Regions from separate parts of the Gossypium arboreum genome. Here region 1 is linked to region 2. A link is a contact called in public Hi-C data. All regions are on one chromosome and are shown on one strand. The core of a region is the stretch at or near the end of the contact, and the rest is flanking DNA. Distances in the headings are between cores, read along the strand shown.

Evidence for each region. Hi-C and Micro-C count contacts between places; a contact is called where the count stands out from the background.
Region 1: a Hi-C map of leaf shows a contact between it and region 2, with 2.7 times the contacts expected there. The contact joins the enhancer-like site here to the promoter of LOC108486734 in region 2. A contact is called at or near these places in 2 of 5 Hi-C or Micro-C datasets (both in leaf).

What each region holds. Positions count from the first base shown.
Region 1 is chr6:18,203,619-18,209,121 of ASM2569848v2, reverse strand. It overlaps LOC108484633 (putative glucose-6-phosphate 1-epimerase), which reads left to right. Exons shown (of 9, transcript XM_053030228.1): 6 at 1-14; 7 at 606-708; 8 at 808-907; 9 at 1,752-2,332. The coding sequence ends at 1,885. Among protein-coding and RNA genes, the nearest start is that of LOC108484633, 5.6 kb to the left of the region's middle. Within about 2 kb of position 1,996, at least 2 of the 2 cell types and tissues checked have an H3K27ac peak or open chromatin away from gene starts, as enhancers often do. A contact at or near this core is called in leaf, where this site is marked.
Region 2 is chr6:18,102,442-18,107,543 of ASM2569848v2, reverse strand. LOC108486734 (protein STRUBBELIG-RECEPTOR FAMILY 6-like) reads left to right here and starts at 2,134. Exons shown (of 16, transcript XM_053030020.1): 1 at 2,134-2,447; 2 at 3,289-3,421; 3 at 3,524-3,595; 4 at 3,685-3,750; 5 at 3,850-3,921; 6 at 4,016-4,087; 7 at 4,195-4,266; 8 at 4,348-4,413; 9 at 4,505-4,567; 10 at 4,654-4,970. The coding sequence starts at 2,357.

The DNA.
Region 1 (5,503 bases), core at 747-3,246, 100 kb before region 2:
GTCACTGATATCAGGTTGAATATATTTATCTTTACTATCTTGTGGTTTTAGTTATGAGAATCACTGCATTTAAATATGCATTGTAATTTTAGCAGCTGTGGAACTTTTGTGGTTTAAAATGATGCATACTGTTTTCTTAGGTATTGAAAGCAGTGTAAGATGCAATCTGCAGTGAACATTTGTTGATGAACTTATCCTATAGCCTCATGGGGAGGATCTAGGACTGTGAAAAACAGTAGTATAAATATTAGATCAAAGTTGTGCTTAGAACACTAGTAGCTTACACATGATTTATAGCCATGCCTGCTACAGTCTTCTACAAGCTAGATGTATGGATTTTCTTTATTTTTTCATTAGATGTCATAAATATCATTGCAACAGATTTTGATTTTAAATTGAAATGTTGTATAGCAAAATTAAGTTATGATTTGAAGCGAGTTCTATTTGTTGCACCTTTTGATAACATGTTCACATTGGAGATGGAATGAAAAAACTTATTTTTTTAGTGGAAAAAGTAGAAACTCTGTTCTAGATGTTATTGTGATACAGAACTAGGACATACTCATTCTGTGTTTTACAATTCTTTTCTATTCACTTTTATTTAGTGAAGTACGAGTAGAAGGACTAGAGACATTGGATTATTTGGATAACTTGAAGAACGGAGAGCGGTTCACAGAACAAGAGGATGCAATAACATTTGAATCAGAAGTAAGTGTCAACTATTATAAGCAAGCGTATGCCTTCCCTATCTTTTTAATTCTAATTTATATTTATGGTTTTATGTCTACTGTCTTGTTGATGAAAAAGGTGGATAAAGTATACCTCAGTACACCAACAAAAATTGCCATCCTGGACCATGAAAGGAAACGAACATTTGAATTGCGAAAGTATGGACTTCCAGATGCTGGTGAGTTTATAATCTCTATACACTATTACACTAACACATTAATTTAGAGCCATCTAGTTAGGTTATGAAGGAAAGTGTACTATAGTTAGAGATAAAACAATTTAATCTCTTGTCCATGCTTCATCTTGGAAGTTATATCAGTTGACATTTTCTTTTTCTTTTTTTTTGGAGCAATTAAATATAACATATGTAGGGTGATCTACTCAGCTTTATGTTTTACCAAAAATCTATTTATTACTTTATTTCCAATTTACAGTATTGTTTTCAATGACATCCTTCCCTTCCAACAAATCGACCTCTATTAAGAATTCCCTTTGAAAAATAGTTCTGTTCTTTCAGTCTGTCTAGAGGCAAGGTTTCTCTAAATGGTATGTGGAGGAAAATTCGACCTGAAATGTATATACCGAGAGACAACCAGTTATCCCTTGCATCACAGTCGGGGGGCTTCAAAAATCGAGTCATGTGCGATGTTAATATAAAATTGTCATCTAGTTCTGTACTTATTCAAGAAAGCTTTCATTTGATGCCTTCTTGAGCTATAGTCATATGTCTGCCATACAAATGAAGGTTTGAAGGCTTATATTTTTTCCATTTGTAGCTCTACTTGAACTATAATATTGTATTTATTACAAACGACACAGCCTGCATTCGTTTTAGTTGTAATAAATAGATGAGCTATGCAACTTAATGATTCATTTTACATAATCAGGTAAGCATGTATGTAAATCATGGTTAGATGTGTAAGTTAATGATTGATTTTCAGTGGTGTGGAATCCGTGGGATAAGAAAGCAAAGGCAATGGCGGATTTTGGTGATAATGAGTACATGCATATGCTGTGTGTAGAGGCTGCCTGTGTGGAGGAGCCCATTACCTTGAAACCTGGGGAAGAGTGGAAAGGAAGGCAGGAGATTTCAGCTGTTCCTTCCAGTTACTGTAGTGAACAACTCGACCCTCGAAGGCTACTTCTTAGTGGTTGAATACATTACTCGCCCTTTTCTGCGGCATCTCTTGTACAGTTTAAAGACCGCAATCCGGTTTTCGCAGCCAATTACCCAAGCATTTAACTCCAAATTCTCTTGTGCCAAGGGTTTCATATGAAAGGTATGGTAATTTTGCAAATTCTGCTTCTCTGGGTGTTTCATTACTAGCCTCTTATTTGATTCATTTAGGGTTTTTAGTTGCTAGTAAATATTTCTTTATTGCATCTGGAAGTCCATTTTCTTATGTAATACTAAAATTGTAGAAGCGATTCATATAAAATCCTTCGCTTCTATTTGTGAGATTATAGAAGAACTTGGTATTTCGATGGAATCCATATCTTTGCTTTGCTGGGCAGTTGCCCTTTTCAGATATATGGTAGTACGGTTGTAAACTCCACTGCAATGTTTCTAATATAGTGAGATCTTCCAAGTATATTTACAAAATGGACAAGGATCCACGAGATAAAACTTAAGATTATCTTCCTCATTTCATCATACTAATATTTTAACGATTGAATTATTAAAATATTAATTATATAAAAAAGATATGAAAAAGTAGGAAACCACTTAATTTTACAACCGAATAAATGAATACATTCCCTAAAATATAAATATAATATGAATACAATATCCTGTGATGTGGGATCAATAAAAGAACTAGAAAAGTTTCTAGGCACGTATCTGCAAAAAAAACAAGAACAACACGCGTAAACTCATGCCTCTTTTAGAGATTCTCCGGGCTTTAATTTCAAACCAGAACCAACAATTTTAGCTCTCTTTGGAATAATGAAGGAGGAACTTTACATGACCCTAATCTGATCTCTAAGCCAATATCCATTACTACACACGTGTCTCACATGTCAAAACTCAAAGGGTCCTGTTTATTTTGCTTATGGTTAATTAGTTAGGGTTAACGTTACAGTTGACCCCTAAACTTCCCTCTAATGTCTAATTTGGTACCTTTACGAGGAAAATACCTAATATGGTCCCTGTACTATTCTATCATGTACCAGTGTACCTCAAAGTAGACCTATTCATGGGTCGAGTCAGATATTGACAAATTTTTTTGTTTTCAACCCGAAAAATGAGCTTAAATTTTTTCCCAAGCCCGATGCGGATAAAAATGTTAAAACTCGAGCCTTGATCGACCCACCCATATTAATTTTTTTAATTTTAAAAATATATATAATACATTAAAAATATTAAAAATTAAAATAAATGTTTCTCAATAAATTAAAATTAAATTTTAAAAACTTTATACTTAAATAATATTAAAATAGTAGCAAAATTAACAATAAAATAAGAGTTATACAATATTTAGATAATAACAACAAAATAGTAACATAATAGTGAAATGTCAACAAAATAGTGAGAAAACAACATATTTTTTCTTTTTGCAAATTCAGATCAGGCCGAGCTTAGATCTAAAAAAACCTTACTTGAGGTTTGATCCGTTTTCTAAATAAGTTTTTTTTTTTGCCTAAACTCATTTTTCGGGCCAATATTTTTATCCAAACTCTTTCACTTTTTAAACAAGCTTATAGACCAAATGGCTCAATCCATAAACAGATCTACCCCAAATTCTTAACATAGTTTAATTTACACATTTACTTGGCAACATTACATAAAAGAATACTATGTGTCATTATACAATTTGTTTTGGGTTTTAAATATAATTTTACATAATTAAATTTAATAATTTTATTTTGTTTTACTTTTTTTAAGAAACAAACAAAAATTGAAAACAAATAAAACTTTTTTGTCGAAAATTTAAGGGAAAAGAATTATAATCAAAATCCAAAACCAATTATATAACATCTCTCATTCATTTATTCGTTGTTTGTCGAGTCTGTGTGTAAATTAAACAATGTTAAAGCTTTGGGGTACATTGATCCATGGCAACATAATATAGGTACGATATTAGATTTTCCTTTTCTTTTCTTTTTTTTTTTTTTTAAATACCACATTATACATTGAATGAAAGTTCAAGGACAATTCTAACATTAACCTATTAGTTTGTTATTCTCATTTTCCTTTCAAGTGAACATATAGATTGTTTTAGATCAAATTATGATTTTGATCTCTAATGTTTGATTTTGATCTCTAATGTTTAAATTCAAGATTTAATATATATACTTTAATTCTATATAATTTGATTCTTATACATACATGATATCATAGTTAGTCGAAATAGTTTTGTACCATTAATTATTTCGGTTAAAATATTAATTACAATTTTTTATTAAAATACTCATTTCAACTTCATGCATAAAAATATTACTTTTGTATTAGAAAGTTGTTCTAAAAATAAATTTATGTCATCATTTTAAATCGGAATAGTTAAGAATTTTAGTTGTTTGGGCTAACTAATGCCAAAGATAAAAATAGAGGACCAAATTATATCGATTAAAATACAAAGACTAAATCTCAAACATGAGCATAGTAAAGAGATCAAGACTGCAATTTTACTATTATCTTATAGTAAACATAATATGGTTCCTATATATTTATTATGTTATTAATTAACTTAAATATTTAACATCATTAATTTTTTATTAAAATATTACGTGGTTATACATAATTGAATATTTACTAGTCTTAGACAATGTCAAGTAGCTTTCCATTTCTATTAGGTTTGTGTTGCTTTTTCTTTTTTACATTATAAAACAATGATCAAATTTAAATTTTAGCTCTTAGTCTATGCTTAAAAATAATATTAAATCTATTATTTAAAATTTTAACATAATTTGGTTTCTTCACTTTATAATGTCATTAGTTAGTCTGAATAGTTATTAAGTATTTCAATCAAAATGGTAATGTTAATTTTCTTAAGAACACTATTTCAATAGAAAGAATTATATTATCATGGCGAGTTCAAATGAGTGTTTTTCTTAAAAACAATCCTAATTAGCATTTTTAACGTTATTGATTTTTTAATAAAATTTCAAATTCTCACTCTAAAAAATTAATAGAAGAAATTTAATGGTGGTAATTACTAGACTTGAATTTTTAAATATGAAAAATAGAAGAATTAAATTTCTAAAAATTAAAGTGGGGAACTAAATTATAAATGTACGAAGTGAATATTAACTTAGAGCATATTATAACTTTCAATTTTGTATTCGTAATTTAACACAAACAAATAATCAACCTAATGCATAAGTGTAGGTTAGAATCATACAAATAGAAATATACAATTTAATGATCCCTTCAAATTAATTATAAATTTATTTGATTAATATATATGTGTGCATATTTATGTCCTTTTTTTGTTAGCTTTTAAAATATATTATGTATTCTTTTAATATTCTTTATGTCTATTTTATTGTTTATGTTTGGGATTCATAATTGTCCTTTTAGTAATGTCGTCTCTAAGATTTGAACATACGTTTTTTCCTTCAAAATGCAACGTGCCTTTACCATTGCACCAAACACTTATTGCTAATATTTTATATATTTTAATTATATTTAATAATAATTACTGATTAATTAAATGGAATAACTTTTTGCTAAATAATAAAAATAATAAAAAATGCAAGTATTACTGTGATACAAGATGCATTAACTATGCCTAATCTTAGCATGCAAAATTACTAAGAGTAAAAACTAATCTGT
Region 2 (5,102 bases), core at 885-3,384:
TTAGTTGAGTGATCCTAACCAGACGACTGCAAGTGGACACATAATTGAAATGTGCATGCTCAATTTAGATCCTAACCCTATTAAATTACAGGTCACATAACAACTCTAACCAAGCTCTATTATCTACATAGTTTTTAGATTTGTGTGATTAAATTGTTTCAAACCTAACATGTTCCTGTTACCTCTCACGAATGCTAAGAAACCCCTAGTAAATATGGATCAGTAAAATGCATATTTACTAAGTAAAGGATTCCGAAAGGACCTAATGTGGTTTTCAAACTCATGAAAGATCGAGATTCCATGGAATATTTTTCCGAATGTTATTAAGCATGTTGATAATAAATTGAGTTTAATTAAAGTAATTGTCCTAGTTTATTTATGTTATAATTGTTGCAAATTGTGTTTAATCTTGCTAAAATCTATCCCATTCGTATAGTTTGCATACTTAGGATAATTTGCATTAAGGATCATTGCATTTAGTTTAATATATTTAATTTTAATTATCACTTCTCAACCATATTGTGTTTTTATTTACCAAATTGTTAAGAATAATTTTACAATCAAGTGATTTAACACAAATACAATATCTGTGGAGATAATAACTCAATACTTACTTATTACTTGATAATGATTGTGTATACTTGCACAAACCTCGTGTTACAACCCTATTCTTTTTTGAAGTAAATTAGAAATTTTTGAAACTAATAAGGCTAAAGGTCAAAAGGCATTAATAACAAATTAAAAAATCAATTAAGCCCATTTAAATTTAAAAATTATTAAAATCATAAAAATTATAAAATTATAAAATTATAAAACTTATATTAAAATAACAATTTCAACCCATTAAAATCTAATGGTTATAGTATTTTAAAAAATTGACCCTACTCTTTTATTGGGTTGGTATTATTATTTTTAACAAAAATTTATAATTTTAAATTTTTATAATTTTTATAAATTTTTATAATTTTATGATTTTTAAATAATATTTAAATTTTAAAAGGGCTGAATTGATTAATTTTAATTTATTACTAAGGCCTTTTTACTATTTAGCCTTATTAGTTCAAAATTTTAATTTTAATAAAAGAATATGAATTAAATTGAATAAATATGTAAAGGTTGATGGCTAAATTTATTATTATACTTTATATAAACATCAAATTTTAACATAAGCACTATTTTATTCACTCATCTATAAAATTAATTATTTTAATTTTTTTAATAAAATTAAAATATACTATAAGAAAATTTATGCTACTTTTACTGTTAATACTCTCTATAACACAAATGTTAAAATGATTTTAAAAAGGAAAAATAAAAAGTCGAACATTTGGCGGTGGAATCACGGATTGTAAGCCTGTAATTTTCCATTGCAGATGCAAACAAGTTTGGGTCTGACAGTGCTACTCACTCCTTTCAAAATGTCACAGTCTAGTCGTCAGCCTGAAACCCAAAAGCCTATCAACCCTTTCATTGCTTAAGAATCTAAGCCGAAATTGACGCTCTAAACTGAAACTATGCGAAAATTATGATCACATAATTTACATCTGTCAAAAACAAAAAGCAAGACAATGGAGTGGTTTTGAAACCCCAAAAATCAATGGGTAGTAATGGTATAATGATTACAAAAAGATAAAAGTAATATTTAATCTAAGTTATATCATATTATCATCTAAATTTAAAAAAATTTAAATTTTTATGTAATAATATGGCGCAACCTTAAACTGTCATATTCTAAAATATAATAATGTAAATTTTAAAAACAAAAACATATAAGCCTTGTGAAAGTTAGGAATGCTATTTTATTATTGGAAAATTTTAGCAGTGGCATATGAATCAAAGCAGTGGTAGCATTTTAAATGAAAGAAATGACAATTATCAAAGCTAGATACACCTACTAAAAGTGTAAGCGACTCCTTGCATTTTCATTTTCTTATCAGTGCAAGTTACATTAAAAGAAACAAATTATAAAAAAGAAAAGAAAAGGAAAGGAATTTGTGATGTTTATATATGTAAAAAAGTTAATTTAATTGATAAGTAAGGAAACAAATTAAGAATTATTTAATTATTGATTAAAAATTATTTTATGTAACATTTATTGAATTAAAAATGGTAATTCGTGTTATAGACAAGGGCCGTTCAATGTAAAAATATTTAACTTTTGTGGGATTTGGATTCTACTGGTTAAGTCGTGTCTGCTAGCTTTTACTTAGTTATAGTGGCTAAATAAATATAAATTCTTTAGAGTTAAAAAAAATAAAGATTATCATTTAGAAAAAAAAAAAGGAACGAAGAGTAAGCATAAACCCAAAATCATTTCTGGTTAGTGGGAACTGGTAAGTGAGCATTTTGGAGAGAGATGGCAGAAATTTGGAGAAAAGGTTTGGTTTTGGTGCTGCTTACAGTCTGCATTTTGGGATGTGCAAATGCTGCTACAGATCAAGGAGATGGTTTGTGTTACTTTCCCTTTGCCTTTTCTCCATATTTTTTAAGATTTCTATATTCTGCATATGGCTACCTTTTCTTGCCGAATCTGTATCATCTGTGGTGTTTCTTTTTTGGTTCTTTATCTGCTTTTAGGTGATTGTGGCTTAAAACGAACTTACTTGATTGCATTGCCTTTTTCTTGCTAAAACTTCGTCAGTTTTGTTTATTATTTGCAAAGTTTTCACCTTGCTTTCAAAGGTGGGTTTTGTTAGATTATGGAGATAAGAATGGGAAGTTTAGGATTTCAGTTCTGAATTCAATTCTACTCGTAAGTTTGTAGGATATATATTCCTGGACGAAATTTCTAATCTTTTTGACTCTTCTCTGAAGTGCTTCTTTCTGGAACAAGCTAATCTTTCTCCCCACTTCTCTTGCTGGGTGTTAATACAATTTTTTTTCCATGCTTGTGGACTCATGGCTATCTTGCCTTACCATCAGTATAAGCATGGATATAGCATTAGCCCAAATTAACTATTTGTTAAGACTGCATTATGAAGACCAAAAAGAGCTCTTGTATTTGTATGTCAAAATTCCCTGTTTTGATGCGGTTCCTGTAGCTTTGGCTAAATTTCTGACTTACCATTTTGCTCATTAATAGCTAGGTCAGTAATCACTTGAAGGATGGCTAAATATATATTTACTAGAAAGATAAATTTGTTAAACGTACATTGTGTGCATGGAAGCACAGTAGTCCATATGAGTGATTGTAATGAATTGGTTTCCATGAACGTTTGCAACCGAGAAGTGGAAGAATTTAATACTTGTGATTAAAACTACTCTCCTTGTTGGATGTTTGATTTGCAGCTTCTGCCCTAGGGGTTATGTTCAGCAGTTTAAATTCACCACAGCAGCTAACTGGGTGGACCGCTAACAATGGTGATCCATGTGGGCAGTCCTGGAAAGGTGTTACTTGCTCAGACCAACGTGTCACTGAAATGTAATCTTCTTTTTTTTTTTTTTCTTTTTTCCTTTGAGATATCTTAAATCAGCTGATGCTAACTATTCTTCTATTTGCCTTTTTTTTTTTTTTTTTTTTCAGTAAGCTGTCAAATCTCGCACTTTCCGGGTCAATGGGTTACAGCCTTCAAAGTTTGACATCATTGAAGGAACTGTAGGAAATCTAATCTTTAGTAGTGGATTGGTTTTCTTTTCTTACATCTATAAGGTAGTATTTATAGTGATATTTGATCGAATCTGCAGGGACTTGAGCAATAACAATCTTGCAGGTGATATACCATATGATATTCCTCAAAACTTGCAGCGATTGTATGTTTCAAACTTGTATTTGTTTCCTTTCCTATTTCTTCTGTTTCTTTTCTTATTTTTTAACGATTTTTATATAATATAATGTTCACTTGTCTGCAGAAATCTTGCATTTAATCAATTTACTGGAAGTGTCCCTTATTCCATAAATCAGATGCATTCTCTTCAATACCTGTAAGTAGTGTTCCAAATATTCAATTGTTGACACAAGGTCTGTAGAAATTTAAATTGATGCACTCTTTTTTCTTTTCTATTTCTGGAAATGCAGAAATCTTGCACATAACCAGTTGCAGAACCAATTGAGTGACATGTTTGGACCACTTTCTTCCCTCTCTACATTGTAAAATGTTCTTCCTACCACCATTCAGATTATGTTGTTTTCCGTAGATGCCTATCTTTAAGTTAATTTAACACTGAGCTAACAGTTATCTTTATTCTTTGCTTCAGGGATCTCTCTTTCAATTCTCTGACTGGTGATCTCCCTGAGAGTTTTAAGAATCTTACTAGTATGAACACTATGTAAGTAGTATAGGAAATATCTTTTGTGGAACAAGTGCATATGGTGGAATCTCCTGAAATGTGCTTTTTTCCCTTTTGCAGGTACTTGCAGAACAACCAGTTTACAGGCACTATTGATGTGCTTGCCAATCTTCCCCTTGACATTCTGTGGGTGACCTGTTATCATTCTTTTGTTTCCAAATAATGTAAATGACCCTGTAATACTAACCTTTGTGATAGTCGTTTTTATGTCTCACAGGTATGTCTCCGATAATCGTTTTACTGGCTGGATACCTGATCAATTGAAAAGCATCAATTTGCAGTAAGCATTTGACTTAAATATCAAGTGCCATGACTTCTTTGTATTAAAGTCCTTTGCAATTTCAATCTGAATAATCTTCATGACAGGAAGGATGGTAATTCCTGGAGCTTGGGGCCTGCACCTCCACCTCCTCCTGGTACCCCTCCTGCCACTAGAAATAATAGAAATCACAAATCTGCTAGCAATAGTTCCCCATCGGATAGTGGTTCTAGTGGTGGGCCTGGTGGGGGTAGCAAATCAGGGATTGGAGGTGGAGGCATAGCAGGAATAGTAATATCCATCCTTATTGTTGGGGCTCTTGTAGCATTCTTTCTGGTGAAGAGAAGATCCAGGAGGACATCCTCAGATATTGAAAAGCTTGATAATCAACCCTTTGCTCCTCTTCCTTCTAATGAAGTGCAAGGTAACACTCAGTCTATTTGCAACTCTGCATGGTGGCCAGTTAAATTTCACCAAATAGCTATCTTTACTGTTTGCTCACGTTGCTTGGAATGCTGCTGCATTGGATTTATTGATGAAGAGATTTCGTGTCTTT